Linked DNA regions of Zea mays: regions 2 and 3 are each linked to region 1. A link is a contact called in public Hi-C data. All regions are on one chromosome and are shown on one strand. Each heading gives the region's core, a stretch centred on a gene start, on an enhancer-like site or on the middle of the called end of the contact. The rest is flanking DNA. Distances are from core to core; before and after follow the strand shown.

Region 1 (2,874 bases), core at 210-2,709:
AGGATGATCCAAGATGGCGACATTTCTTAAAGGTGCACCTAGTACAAATTTGGCCCCTTCTTAACTTTACTGGTACTGTAACAACCAGAATGAAATTCCAGTGTACCGTGTGAAGGAAGATAAATATGCGGTAAATTCCAGTAATTGTTAGAGCAAAAACTCCTATGGAGTAGTAGGACTGATTCCTTCTCGGGCGCGAGCAAAAGGAAGAAGATGTCAAGGTACTACTAAAATCTATACTAGAGAGTAGTAGTACTGTATGAGAAAAATCTTGGGCGGAGCATGCCATTTCAAATCATGGGAGGTTCTTTTCATGTGAGTGGAAAGTTCCTGCCCAAGAGATCAGATCCTCCTACCATATCGAGCAAAAGGCTGAGATGCGAAGACACAAGGGGATCAAGCAGAGGTCTCGTCCAACAGTGAACTGAATGTGCAGCGGCGCACAGCAAAACAGTGCCACAATCTCGAAGCAACAGTTGAGGAGCAGGGCACGAGTGCGACGAAGGACGAACACAAGACAAAAACAGCAGAGGCTACCGGAAGGCCAGAAATTCTGGAAGCGAGACGAGGAAGGTTTTAACACGGGAAATTACAGCAGGAGATTTGGTGGCGACTTGGCGTGCGTCCTGCATCCCCAAACAGGGCACCAATTTCATTTCGGAGGCTACCGACTTGCTCCTCCTTTCGCTCGCAAACGGTTTTTGGATTGGAGCTCAAAGCAGGCAGCAGGGGAGCACCGAGAAAGGGCGTGTGACGAGGACGGGCAAAGCCGAAAAAACCAAAGAGGAAAGCTTCGCGCGTCTGAAGAACGAACATGATGAACGAACATACGCGGGCCAGAAAATCGAACAGCACGGTAACATAGATCGATGCGAAAGGGAAAGCGCAGGAAGGGCAGGGACGCGCCTGGATGGGAGACCAGCCGCAGGGGTCTGGGTAGAGCCCGGAGCCGTTCCACCCCTTGCCGACGAAGCTCTCGATGGCGGCGTACAGCGCCCTGCGCTCCTTCTCCTCCATGGGGGCCGTCTCCGCCGCCGCCGCCGCAGGGGCGTCCGAGCCGTCCTCCCCTTGCTGCCCCGCGCAGCCACGGAGCAGCGCAGCCGCCGAGAGCGCCACGCCGAGGAGAAGCAGCAGCCCGCGGCGACCGCGAGCGCGCCTCATCGCCAAACCAACGGGAACCGGACGACGGCACACCACTCGTCCACTCCTCGCTCAGAAGTCAGAGATCAGAAGAACTGGATCGAGCGCTCGGCACGGGCCCCGCTATATAGGAGGAGGAGGAGCAGCAGCAGCAGCCATTGCTGGCTCTGTCTGGCGCTGGGTCTCGCGAGGGGTGCCCCCTTCTAGGTGGCAAGTAAATGCGGGGCTTTCGCAGCGCAGAGGCGACGGTGGCTGACCCGGGACATTCCCCTATGCCAAGCGCTGCTCTGGGGATCCCAATGCGGGCGGTCGACCGGGCGGCCGCCGTCGCGCCGCAGACGACAACAGGCAGGCAGGCAGCTGGCCGGCCTGGCTGCAAGCACAGGCAGGCGGTCTGGCGTTGTGCTGAGGCCAGAGGGACGGAGTTGGAGAGACTCGCGACCTCGCAAGACGGGGGATTGGTTTTGTAGTAATGTCCCGCAGGAACAGCGTGCACTTTACCGTGGTGGCGCTGGTGAAAAATACGGAGTGGGTGTTACACACAAGCGAGAAGGGAGGAATGTTTGGTTAAGGTCTAGGGGATGTTTGGATGGCCGCCTAAGCCGCCGCCGCCCGCCACACTTCCCACGCCACCAGTGTGGCGCTCGTTTTCAGCGCCACAGGTGTGGCGCGGCGTGGCCGCCGGCGTGCCGATCCAAACTAGCCCCTAGTTTGTCAACTCCTAAGGCTGTCTCCAACAGGCACTAGCCAAAACGGGCAGACATTCAGGCCGTTGGCTTGCCACAGTAATTTAGCTGGCCATCCATACGTCCTTCGTATCCAACGGAGCAGCTAAAATAGCTGGTTCCCAGGGCGAGTGGCCAGAAGCCTCAGAAGTGGGTCCGGATTGTCAGAGACGAAGGGGAGAAAATGGCTGCCGGCTCTGAACCAGCCAATCTAGCTTTTCTCTCTCATCCCCTCTAAAATAGCTGCTCCTTTTGGCTGTGTTGTTGGAACCTGTTTCTAGGCGCTACAGTAGCACCACGACAGCCATATTGGCTTTGGCTGCTCTGTTGGAGTTAGTCTAAGAGATTTCCAGCTAATTTATCTCGAGAAAATAGTTTTTTTTAAATAGAATTGTCAAACTAGTACTAAAGATAAAAATAGACAAGAACATCGTGTGTCTATGAGTCTGTTTGATTCAGCTTTTTTGAAAAAATGGTTGTAGAGAGAATCTGACTATGAAGAAGAAGAATCTGAGTATTTGGTTTAGGTGCTATGGGAAGAAGCTGGTGGTTAGAATTTAGGTGTTTGGATAGACTGATTCTAAGATAGTAGAAAATGAAAAAAAAGAAAAACATACATACTAATTAGCACCTAATTAGAAATTACCACATGATTTGTCCATTACAACATGTTTATTTACTCGTACGGATAACTAACTATGACACTAACACATTAGCACTTGAATCTCTAAAAGCACATATGTCTAACTCATCTACGTGTTGCTACTACTCTCACCTATAGCTACATCCTGAACATGCCTCATGCAGGTATATACTAATCGAAGTCGCGAAAGTGTAAAACACTGTCCCGAATGAAGTTATGTAACATCATGCATGATATAATTATCTTGGATTGCTTTCTCAGTGAAAATGAAGGTAGGCTAATAAGAATTCTCCAATTTATCTTGGGCACCCAAAATGATTGCTCTATAATATTCCTCGGGAACAAGTGCGCATAGTTGAAAACCTC
Region 2 (2,846 bases), core at 10-2,509, 74 kb after region 1:
CTTGCGCTCCTTCTTAGGGAAGCCATCGATGGCAAACCCCTCTCCCAGCCTATAATAGGGAGAGGCTGGCCTCAGGGTAAGGGGATGGAAAGGAGAGAGCTCTTGGGCAACCGAACGCCTTCAGACAGACACGAACCCACAAGGGCGAACAGGAGGGTATCACTCTCAAGGATGAATAGAGTATGCAAAGGATGAGCCGTAGACGTGAGGGTCGCGAGGAGCGTCCTTCAGACTATCTCCAGCAGCTTACCCATCTCTACAACATATTCAAACTCCACTCTGCAAATAGTACGGTATACGGTGCAAAACTGTTTTTGTGACCATACGAGTGAACCGATGGACACAGTCTTATATCCCTTCTATATGTATATCTCTTTTGTAGTTCTTCTCTGAAAGATACATAATCTAGTTTCGTTTAATCTGCTGTTTAAAGTGTTAAAATAGATATATAAGAGAAGGAAAAAATAGAGAGAGGATAGAGGAGTGTCCTTTATATTTAGGCTATCCGCGGCATCAGCCGCGCGCGCCCACCCCCTCCTCTTGCATGGTGGCTACAGGGGCGCAGACGCTCGCAGCGCGGCCCCCTACGACGCCCCCACGCGCCCGCCCCCTGCTCTCTCCCTCTGGCTGTGGCATGCGCCCGCTCCCTCCCCTTGCATTGTTGACGACTATTGCCGTCGGTCCGCCTCTAATTGTTAGTAGAAGAAAAAATGATAGTGAGTGAAAAGTAGGTATAGAAAATGATATTTAATGGTTGTAGTGGGGTATAGGGAAAGAATTTAGGAGGACATTGTTGAAGGGTATAGAAGGGTAAATCTTTCCTACATTATGGTTTAGTTTGGTTACTCTTGTTTTAACTATAATCTACATGTATTGAGGTATATTGAAGTGTAACTTAAACTAATTTACACCCTCAATTCACTCAACACATATTAAGATTAATACTAGAGTATCCAAATAAAGCCTTAAAATGTATACGCTCGTTTCTTGTTGGAGTCGGTCTTACTCCGACCTGCAGGAAGGCAGCGAGAGGTTGTTGGCGTTGGTAGCTTGCTTGCCGTCGGTTGATCCAACGTAGAGATAAAGCGCCATAAGCTGTGTTAGGCTTTACGGCGGCAGTAGCTCGTAAAGGTGGTAAATACTCCACAGCTAGTACACAGTAGCCTTGCCTCTGATCGGATCTGCCCTCTGCAGTGGATAGATAATGCGTCCAGCGTCACAGTAGACCGACGCTCACTGGATCCATCGGTCTCGCTCCGTCCTATGCCTATACTGCCCTACTCTCACCGGGCGGCTACTCCTGCGCCTAGTTCAGTGGCAGTGTCTATGGGCCTATGGCATGCGATGCGAAACCAAACGACAGAGAGCATGAGCATCACATCACATCCGGCAGGCGCAGGGATTTTTAATTTGTAATTGTTTTCTCAATCAATATTTTAAAAGTAACCGGTAGTGCCGTGCCCGCAAAAACACCGAGTCCCTAATTCCCTATACGAAGTTATTGAATAAAGGTCTTTATCACTAAATCACTCGAAAAATAAACTCTAACAATATAGATGATGTAATGCATTACATAGAAATCTCTAATCTATACTATACTTAAAGCATCAATTTCAACGATCGTCACGCGTCATTTTTTACAAATAAAGACGCACGCGAGCCACAACTCTGGCTCATGCACGTCATATCGACCTGACTGTGCCAGACCAGCCCGTTAGCCCCGTCAGCCCATTTCATTAAATCAGCGTAAAATGTTAAAAAACAGTGCAAGATATGGGGTTCGAACACATGCCCTGACGAAAGAAGAGTGAGAGACACTGGATAAAGCTATCTAACCAGTATAACATCATGATCAAATGTTTTTAATATTGAATATAAATTGTATATATGTATATATATTTTTTTGTAAAATAAAAAATAAAATCGTGTCAGGCCAGGCCAGCACTACAGGCTGAGGTTACAGCCCAAGCACGACACGTCATTTTTTGTTCTTGCAAGCATTAGGTCGTTTCCGAGACCACATTGGCGCATTGGACTCAATGGTGTTTGAGGTTGCTGAATTGGATGGAGCAACAATGATTTGTCATACTAACAGTAAAATGAAAGGTTATTTGTTGGTTTAAACGTTAGTAATTACTACGAAGTAGCATAATTCATATGGAGCACATCCAGTTTTTATTAATGTCTGACTTTAGCAATCACTCCATATTTTGATCTATCTTTTTTATAAGTTTGAGTTCATGTGACTTATTTTAGAAACTTGAGCTCACAAACTTTCTGTTATTTGGTCTCTGTATGGTAGAATTATGTATTTTTATAATCTCTGTTCGTTTAGTCAGTCGTTATGAACTCTCTTCTAGTCACTCACTTCATTGGGCGTATTGTACCAAGACATATTGGATGGAGTAAACAATAACATCAGTTATCCAAATAAAAAAATATATTATACGGAGAGCGGAGACAATCAATAAAAAATCTTAAATTTTTTTGGTGGATGGTTTACATGGGTATTGTTGTAAACCGTCGCAACGCACAGGCAACCGACTAGTACTATATAAAGCATCAGTTTACACAGTTCTACGGTTTCTACCGTCGACGTGCTCTTCACATTTAAAAAAAGATAAAAAAAACTAAAATTATGACCTAATCGGTAATCACTAATGGACCTCCGTGTACCCCCAAAAAAGGGGCCCTTTGCACTCCCTTATGCACAACCCTGATAACCGGTCTAAAGAAATGTTGGCCCTTTGCGCACTCTCTCTTTGACGCTACTTAGATGTTGCTTGGTTTCTAGTCATCCTCCTAAACTTTGGCCTTACAATATTTTAGGGTTATTTAAATCATAT
Region 3 (2,837 bases), core at 120-2,619, 110 kb after region 1:
CTCGCTGCGCAGGGACAGAAAGACCAAACAAGAGACAGAGAGAGAGAGAGAGGAAGGACGGTGGGCCGTGGGAGGTGTGGGCCGGTGGGGGAGAGCCGGGACCAGCCCCAGCCCCAGCCCTCGCCCTCTTTTTGTACCGCTTTCTGTTGTGCATATATATGACACTGAAAAGTTTAGAGAGAGATAAAAAAAAAGAGAGCTCTCCTGCTCGGCATGTTTTCGTATGTTGACAATCTGTGTTGCGATGTTTCGAGAAACCATTTTTGAAATTTTAAGCAAACTTGTTGACGAATGTGGTGGCAAATGCACACCACACCGCAGGTAGCGAGACGAGATTCACGTACCGCAACCGCATGCAGGCTGCAGCCTGCAGCTGCAGCGGCCAGGGTGGGGTTGGACTTGGATCATGCAATGCAACTGCTGCTGTCCTTCGCCTCTGAGGTTTATTCACGCCTGGCCTCGCCTCGCCTTTTCCAGCAGGCCAGAGCGGCGGACACGCGGATCGGAGAGACGGCTGCGGCAGCGGCTCTGCCTATGGACACGAGAGAAAGTAACACCGAGCAATCAAGCAGCGAGCATCTGAGGTTCGATCGACCAATCATGTGTGGAATTGAATCCCGCCACGCAACAACCAACGGTATTCATGAGCGTTTGGTGGAATGGAGCCGAGAAGGGAAGGGATAAAGAAGGTCCGGCTCTGAGGACGACACGGGTGGGGGTGGGGAGGCAACGGTAGATGCCGAGAGGAATTGTGGCCTGCGAGATGCAAAGTGACGACACCTGCAAAATGCGCTGGCCGCAGCTGATCGCATCGGATCGGATGGATGGGGATAGCGCTTTTGCTCCGCTAGTGGAGGAGGAGCCCTTGCATTGCCTTGGCATTGGGGGGACGGGGGATGGGGGCGAGCTAGCACGCGCCTAGGCCTAGCAGCACACTGCAGCAGCCAGAGCCAGGCAGGCGGGCTGGCGGGGCGACGGGACCACGACCCATCTATCGCGGCAGAGCGCGGTATAGAGCTTTTCACTGCCAAAGCACGGACGGGCAGGCGGAGCGAGCTGCGAAGCGTAGGCAGTAGTAGAGAAGCTACGCTACGGGGTGCATGACATGAGCGGCGCATGTGATTGGGGACAACTCTGCGGAGCGAGTGAGCGGGGTCCCGTCGTGCCACCGGCCTCGATGGAGGTTCGAGGCGAAATGCATGCTCTGTCATAGGGTTGAGGGGGGCCTTGCCTTGTGGGGACCAGACATGATTTTCGATCCACGTTTTTGTATTGGTCGTTGTTGCAATTTGCATCGCATGGCAGAGCCACCGCCCGGCCCATCATCGTTCATGGGCTGCCACGCCGCAGCAACAGGGATAGACAGAGTGGAGGGGTGTGGAACCATACGTGGATGCCGCCGCCGCCGTACCACGTGTCACCCAAAGCTGGAAGCTCCTATCACCGAGTGCCACTGGTTGTGCTAGCCTACGCTACAGATTACTACTATACTCTCTCTCTCTCTCATTTTCAGCCCACATCGATCTTATATATTACTAACACCGGTAAGTACGCACTGACTGTACCAGGACGATCAGTAATCACCACTTGAGCGTTTATATAGGGCTGCCGTGCGACGAAAGCCGTGACATCTGACATCTCCCCAGCTCCTTTCGGGCTGTACGCCTGTACCTGTACCCCTACCCCCCACTCTATGTTATGAGCGTGCCGAGTTTTGTTTTGTTTTTGTTTTTGTTTTTTTGAATTTTCAGGGTCCAGTGGAACTTGGATCGCTTGAAGATAAAACGTCTGCGCGCAGTGCAGAACTCAGGCCGGCTGACATATATAGGGCCCTTTGGTAGGGCTTATTTTTCAGCTTCGGCTCTGGCTTATGCAAAAGTTATGTCAAACACCTCTTTTTCAAATAGCTTCACCAGTGAAGTGCTTTTCCAAAATGAACTAGAGGACATGAGCCAAAAAAAGTGGCTCACCCGGCTTCAGCTCACGTCATTTTTGCACAATAGCTCTCCCACCAGTCCAAATTATTTTTTTTGGTCCTGCCCGCAATCCCTAGCCACGTACAGGAGAGATAAACTATACAAGGGTCTTTCTGAAAAACAACCTATAAGCCGTTTTGCCAAATGATTTTTTAGAATGGCTTTGGCTCATCTAAAGAAGTCGCTTCAACTCGTGAGCCAGAGTCAAAGCTGTTTTTGGAGAAGCCAGAGCCCTGCCAAAGGGGCCATAGACCACTCGGCGAGCCAGATGAGACCCGGAATCCCGGATTATACATTGACCGGACGGCAGAGGCCGGTTGAGTAGGTGACGCGAACCCTCCTCAGCGGGCTCAGCCTAAACCTTCCATCCGGTTCAGAGGGGGAATGGTACGCTTGTACTACCTCGCCACGCATGATACTGTCAGGAACTCACATGACCTGCCGGAGCCGGACCGGCCGCCGCACACTACCCAACACCACCCGCAACCGCAACCGCAACCGCAACCGTATCCATCAGCGGGTCCACTACTTTTTCCAAAGTAGATCCCGATCGTGGGAAGTATATTGTAGGTATAAATTAAAAGTATGGTTCAGAAACACGGTGATTGTCCAGGATTTCTAAGAGAAGAAGCAATGCAGTTACTTGTTTTTTTTTAAAAAAAAAGAAAATCGATGGAGAAGTATCGGCTAACTTCGTGAAAAACTTTAATTGCCAAGCCTCAGTACTTGTTCTCGACTTTTAACGGGGAAACAGAAATGTGTTGCGCTGTTGGGACTTGGAGCTGGCTGGCTGACTTTGTGGATACCTTTATTTTGCGAAGCGCCGAAGCCGAGCAATGGATCTAGAGATGGCAATGGGCC

What was found. Hi-C and Micro-C count contacts between places; a contact is called where the count stands out from the background.
Region 2: a Hi-C map of tassel shows a contact between it and region 1, with 2.3 times the contacts expected there. The contact joins the enhancer-like site here to the promoter of fea3 in region 1. A contact is called at or near these places in 2 of 25 Hi-C or Micro-C datasets (ear and tassel).
Region 3: a contact with region 1 is called in a Hi-C map of leaf, with 3 times the contacts expected there. The contact joins the enhancer-like site here to the promoter of fea3 in region 1. A contact is called at or near these places in 6 of 25 Hi-C or Micro-C datasets (bundle sheath, ear, endosperm and 2 more) and 1 of 3 datasets of contacts at active chromatin or transcription factors (leaf).

What each region holds. Positions count from the first base shown.
Region 1 is chr3:29,214,927-29,217,800 of Zm-B73-REFERENCE-NAM-5.0, forward strand. fea3 (fasciated ear3) reads right to left here and starts at 1,460. Exons shown (of 3, transcript NM_001317362.1): 1 at 907-1,460. The coding sequence starts at 1,161.
Region 2 is chr3:29,289,447-29,292,292 of Zm-B73-REFERENCE-NAM-5.0, forward strand. No RefSeq gene overlaps it. Among protein-coding and RNA genes, the nearest start is that of LOC100283750, 54 kb to the right of the region's middle. Within about 2 kb of position 1,260, at least 7 of the 20 cell types and tissues checked have an H3K27ac peak or open chromatin away from gene starts, as enhancers often do. A contact at or near this core is called in ear and tassel, where this site is marked.
Region 3 is chr3:29,327,007-29,329,843 of Zm-B73-REFERENCE-NAM-5.0, forward strand. No RefSeq gene overlaps it. Among protein-coding and RNA genes, the nearest start is that of LOC100283750, 17 kb to the right of the region's middle. Within about 2 kb of position 1,370, at least 18 of the 20 cell types and tissues checked have an H3K27ac peak or open chromatin away from gene starts, as enhancers often do. A contact at or near this core is called in bundle sheath, ear, endosperm and 2 more, where this site is marked.